Linked DNA regions of Danio rerio: region 1 is linked to region 2. The links are chromatin contacts, called in public HiChIP or PLAC-seq maps. All regions are on one chromosome and are shown on one strand. The core of a region is the stretch at or near the end of the contact, and the rest is flanking DNA. Distances in the headings are between cores, read along the strand shown. Region 1 holds the start of pcdh19 (protocadherin 19). Region 2 overlaps diaph2 (diaphanous-related formin 2).

Evidence for each region. HiChIP or PLAC-seq counts read pairs in DNA pulled down with a chosen protein or histone mark.
Region 1: a contact with region 2 is called in an H3K4me3 HiChIP or PLAC-seq map of embryo, with 17 times the contacts expected there. The contact joins the promoter of pcdh19 here to the enhancer-like site in region 2. A contact is called at or near these places in 5 of 18 Hi-C or Micro-C datasets (caudal fin, embryo, hematopoietic stem cells and 1 more) and 2 of 4 datasets of contacts at active chromatin or transcription factors (caudal fin and embryo).

Annotation. Positions count from the first base shown.
Region 1 is chr14:44,988,985-44,991,684 of GRCz12tu, reverse strand. pcdh19 (protocadherin 19) reads left to right here and starts at 1,426. Exons shown (of 5, transcript NM_001127519.2): 1 at 1,426-2,700. The coding sequence starts at 2,437.
Region 2 is chr14:44,116,986-44,119,826 of GRCz12tu, reverse strand. The region is part of intron 17 of diaph2 (diaphanous-related formin 2); the gene reads right to left. Among named protein-coding and RNA genes, the nearest start is that of diaph2, 290 kb to the right of the region's middle. Within about 2 kb of position 1,461, at least 4 of the 62 cell types and tissues checked have an H3K27ac peak or open chromatin away from gene starts, as enhancers often do.

The DNA.
Region 1 (2,700 bases), core at 177-2,676, 870 kb before region 2:
AATATTAGGTGAAAGTGGTGGCGGCCGCTAGGTGTCAGCCTTGTGACTTTAAACACGGTTTGCCCTCAACATGCTGTCATGTGTGCACATGACTCTTGACTCTCTGCGTGGTTGAGGCAAATATATATATAGTGAGGAATTTAAATAATCTATATGTATACAGGTATACAGATTAATGAACGTTCATACATAACAACGATTACAACCATAATTGCTAGTAGTTATATTAATAATAACTGTAGTAAAAAAATGCCTAACATTTTTTATATTGCCTCTCTCATACTTAAATTATTTTAAATCATTTTACTCTCTCTTACAGACACACAAACATGCGCAGAGAGAGAGAGAGAGAGAGAGAGAGAGAGAGAGAGAGAAAGATGGTGGGGGGAGTCATTGATATGTCGGGGTCGTCATCAGGGATGGGAACGAAAGGCAGCTGCCTGAAAGATTCGCAATTAGTGCAGATTCCAACGTTATCATTTTCTAGCCCCACTAGAAAAGGTGTTCATGCTCCCATTCATATTCTGTGGCATTTAATATTTCTTAACACGGCAAATGCTGCTAATAAGTGAACAGATTCAATCACTGTGTGAGTGCTCCAAGCTCAAAACGTGCAGCACCCATAATACATCTTATTAAATCTGCGACGGATTTGATAAATAAATATATAAATAAATTAAACAGATTTTTCAGTATTACGACTGATATAAAAAATAAATAAAAGTCTGACAAGCTTTATGCAAATGAGATGAGACTTTTAATTAGGGAAATGTCAAGTTAATTTGTTATGAATATATTGATTAGTCTAAAAAAACTACCAAGAGTCGCTGACTCTTACATGCCAAAATACTAATATACAAGTTTTAATAAACAAGTTTTTGATTAGAATTAATATTAAGCTACCGTTTCTTTAAGCCAACATGGGCTAATTATAAAACTAATTTATATCCGAAACATAAATCTAAAAAGTTTATAAAGAAAACCATAACAACTATAGGCTAATTAAGTCACTATATCAGTGGAAATGTTAAATAAAAGCCTAGTAAAGCTGTGATTTTTATTACAATGTGTTTAAGTATATGAGTGTAATGCTCTGTTAAAAAAATACACTATCTGACTAGCGTAAAATTGCCCCGAAAAATATCTTAAGGAAATTAATTCCCTTTCGAAATTCCTCAATCGCAAAATGACATACGTTATGTCCAGGCGTAAGCAGAACAGAAAACATACACCGTGCGTTGTATGAACTGGAGCTAGTTGGCCGAGTTCATAGCTGTAGTTTTGCCCCACCCACCAGCAAATCCAGCTCTCCAGTGTAACCTCTGATTGGCTGTGGGGATTGCGGGTCCTGAGACTGAGCGCGAGACACTGAGCTGTGCATTCGACAGTATGCGCTGAAGATGCGCGCCGTGCGTTTACCTCAGTGAGCCACATTTAACAACTATATCAAGAACTATTTCGCTTCATCCAGAGGCTGGATATTTCAGACCGGACGCTTTTTTACGGCGAGTCGAGCTCAGCTGCACTTACCAATGCTTTATTTGTCTTCACTGATCTTTTTTCAGTGTTTTATACGGATTTAGTTTCATTCATTCTGGACTAAGGCCAGCTGAAACACCTTCATACAAGACATTTACGAAATCTTCAGTGGACAAGGCGCACACCTTTTGCTCGACTGGGAATATCAATGAATTGCGGACTGATATTTGGTTAATACTGGGTTATCTTCGTTGCTCCAGTCACAAAAATTGGACTATTTGTTTTTTTCTTTCTTCAATTGGAATCTCTGGTTTCAGTCAGTTGGATATGAGCGCATGGACAGAAATGCGGATCAAGGAGGAAACATTCTAACTTCACATCTTTATATGGATTGATTTGGCATGAACGATGTTTTAATTTAATTTTAATTTAAGTTTTCGTCACGAATCATGATACCAAGAGCAAATATTTTAAAACTGGATCCCTTCTTTTATTCATTCACAAGTTGAGGACCTTCAAGTGGACATTTAGCCCACATTAGTACTGAATATTTTCTTTCACTGGCTCAAAATGGTCGGTATACATCTCGGTTTCCGTGAATTACCCAAATGTTCACGTTGAAGCCATGTTTTCCATTCACAATGTTGTCTCATTCGTTAGATGAAGAAACATTCTCCAGTTTTCTTCACATTTTCTTCACAAATAGTGCAAGACATGGGTGGCCTGATAAGATGTCGATAAAGTAAATGGAAGTTATCCACTGCGTAATCAGTAAGTCAAATGAATTTCACCGCAGATATAAACATTTTCGATCATTTTAAAGGATATCTGCCAGACTGTGATTTTGTTCGTTTGACTTTTTGGAGCTTTTTTTACGTCGTATCGAATGTGCATAGGTTTAAATGTTAATAAACGATCATGCAAATGAGCGCGTGAAGACAGACATCAACAGGTACAATGCATTCCAAGGACATGGATTTCGTACAAATGTTTGTGTGCTTTCTCTTGTGCTGGACTGGAGTCGATGCCGTGTTCAATTTGAAATACACCGTGGAGGAAGAGCTGCGTGCAGGCACAAAGATAGCCAACGTAACGGCGGACGCAAAAGTTGCGGGTTTTGCACTTGGAAACCGACAGCCTTATTTGCGGGTTATCTCCAATTCCGAGCCACGATGGGTTAATCTGAGCCCTGCCGGACTGCTCATCACCAAGCAAAAAATT
Region 2 (2,841 bases), core at 212-2,711:
TTGATGATCCGCCATGCAACAGGAATTTGTTATAACTCAGGCAGACATTGTCCAATCCGCCTCAAAATTCACACGTTTAATAACATTCCTGACCTGAACACGATCACACGCCAATTTCCAGTTACAGTTATAGCACTACCTGCTGGCAACAGGAAATGACATGTTTTACAGTGTAACAAACTCCTATATCTTTTTATTGCTTTTTAAATATATATATATATATATATTTACATTATTTATTGTTTATTATAGGGCGATACGGTGGCTCAGTGGTTGGGACTGTAGCCTCACAGCAATAAGGTCGCTGGTTTGAGTCCTGGCTGGGTCAGTAAGCATTTCAGTGTGGAGTTTGCATGTTCTCCCCATGTTGGCATGGGTTTTCTCTGGGTGCTCTGGTTTCCCCCACAGTTCAAAGACATGCGCTATAGGTGAATTAAAAAAGACTAAATTGGCCGTAGTGTATGTGTGTGAATGTGAGAGTGTATGGGTGTTTCCCAGTACTGGGTTGCAGCTGGAAGAGCATCTGCAATGTGACATGTTGGAATAGTTGGCGGTTCATTCCACTGTGGAAATTCCTGATGAATAAAGGGACTAAGCCGAAGTAAAATGAAAGTATGAATGAATTGTTTATTATAAAATGTACAAAAACAATTGCTGTAGTAAATTGAAACATTTAATTGTCATTAAAATATAAATGCATTAATGTTTGCATATAGTTCGCTTAATATGTATTATTTATAATAATAAGAATTATTATTATTATTATTATTATTATTATTATTATTATTATTATTATTATTAATAAAGCTTTCATTCTTTCTGAGAGCACAGATAAACAGTTGTATATCAAAATAAATACAAATATGTTTTAGCCAAACCATTATTGTTTATATACACTTTCTGTTTGTCAGACTGAGACAGAAATTACAGCAATGGGATCTGAACGAGCACCGTTGACCTTTCCTCCGCAGTTTGTTTGCGAGCAGTCCCTTTGCATAAAGAAACTGACAAAAATCCATCGGCAAACTCATTTAATCTTCAGAACGACATCTAACGTTACACAACGGTGAGGCAGCGCGCACTCCAGGGAAAATGTTAAAGCAGTCCTGACAGACACCATTACCAGCCAAAGACCGCATCGCCCCTGGTATTGAAATACACACCCTCTCAAGGGACATCAAATGTGTGAAAATTAATACTTATGGAAAAAGGCCAAAAAAAGAGAGAACTAAAATGACACGTAATTGATTCTCAATCTAACAGTTGACTTGTCGTTTAGAAGCATTTGTGCCTGTCGTCAACTATAAATTACTCTCTCGGTGATGTTTACATTCCCTGGAAGGAAGGGGCTAATATTAAGTAGAGTCTTGTGTGAGGACGGCTGGTGCAACATGCAGAAGACGCACAAAAGAGCTGCTCCCCCATCCTTACAATGCATCACAGCTGCAAAGTTACTGAGCTCTGAGTGCCCCCTACTGGCTGAACATTGAAGAGGTCACGCCTGAAGCCTCCGTTCTACTGAATTTCCAGGCTTACAGTAACTCGAACATATGCATTGTGATGCAGATATATTCTTTGGTTGTGTAGGTTGTGTTTAGTGGTTGATTTGGTCTCTGCTGGGAAATATTTTTCAGGCATTGAATGCATGGCCAAAACTGCATCACTTATGATTGCTTTAAAGGGGACATTTTATGACCTATTTCAGAAGATGTAAAATAAATCTCTTTGTCCCTAGCATGTGTCTGTGAAAATATAACTCAAAATAAACTAACAGATCATGTAATAGTGTTTGTCAGTTGTGTCCCTATTGTGCCAAAACACAGTTTTGTGTTTGTGTCCCTTTAAATATAAATGAACTGCAGCTTTCTGGAAGAGGGCGGAGAATTTATATGCTATTATGATGCTGCATGAACAACAAAATAAGTCTCACACATTTAAAATGTCATAAATGGTAGAGAACAAAGAGGGAAATGTTATTATATGACTATATATAATGATGTAACAGGAAATTTATGAATGTTTAGTGATTTTTTAATTTTTTTTTTATATATAATCGATTAGCATGTTACTGCTCTGTTTCAATGTGCTGACCTTTGTAAGTAAATAATAACACAATTATTAAGCATTATATTTACAGAAAACATATGTAGTAAATGTGCATTTATGAATTATGCTAACTGTGAGGGATGAATCTGTTGACATAGATCTGGTCTCTGTGAATACAGTCAGAGACGAAGACAATGTTAGCCACATTAGTTCTAACTTTCAAATAGGCCATTTAAAAAGGTTCACAAAATATTGAAAATATATATTTTTTTAAAAGTGACGTGTGATTTGGATAAGAAACCCAGCTTGAAGTGTTGAACTAACCTAACATTAGTGAAGCAATCTGAAAAATCTATATGTTTACTCCAAAATAAAATGCTTTGCTGATATTCTTCAGAACATTTTTTTCTTCTGAAAAAGCAAAAAATAAAAAATAATCAACAACAGTGTCCTTAGTTTGGATGTTGTTATGTTGGCTGGTTCATTCAACAGAACATGTGTGATGTTTATTTTAAGGGACAGCCATTGTAAATATCTAGCTACTACAGTAAGTAAAAGGAACTGACACCATACTGAGCGGTGCAGTGGGTGGAAATGTCTAGATTGACCTAACTAAGCTAGTATGTGGTAAGATTCCGATGACAAGAATATAACTGCCTGCACTAAACGTGAAGTGATATATCAGAAACATTTAAATACCAGCCACTTCACTCCCAAAGATATTGTTAACGTTATAAACTAATTAATGCATAAAACCTCTTTAACATTAAAATTAATATGTTGCGGCTGGAAGGG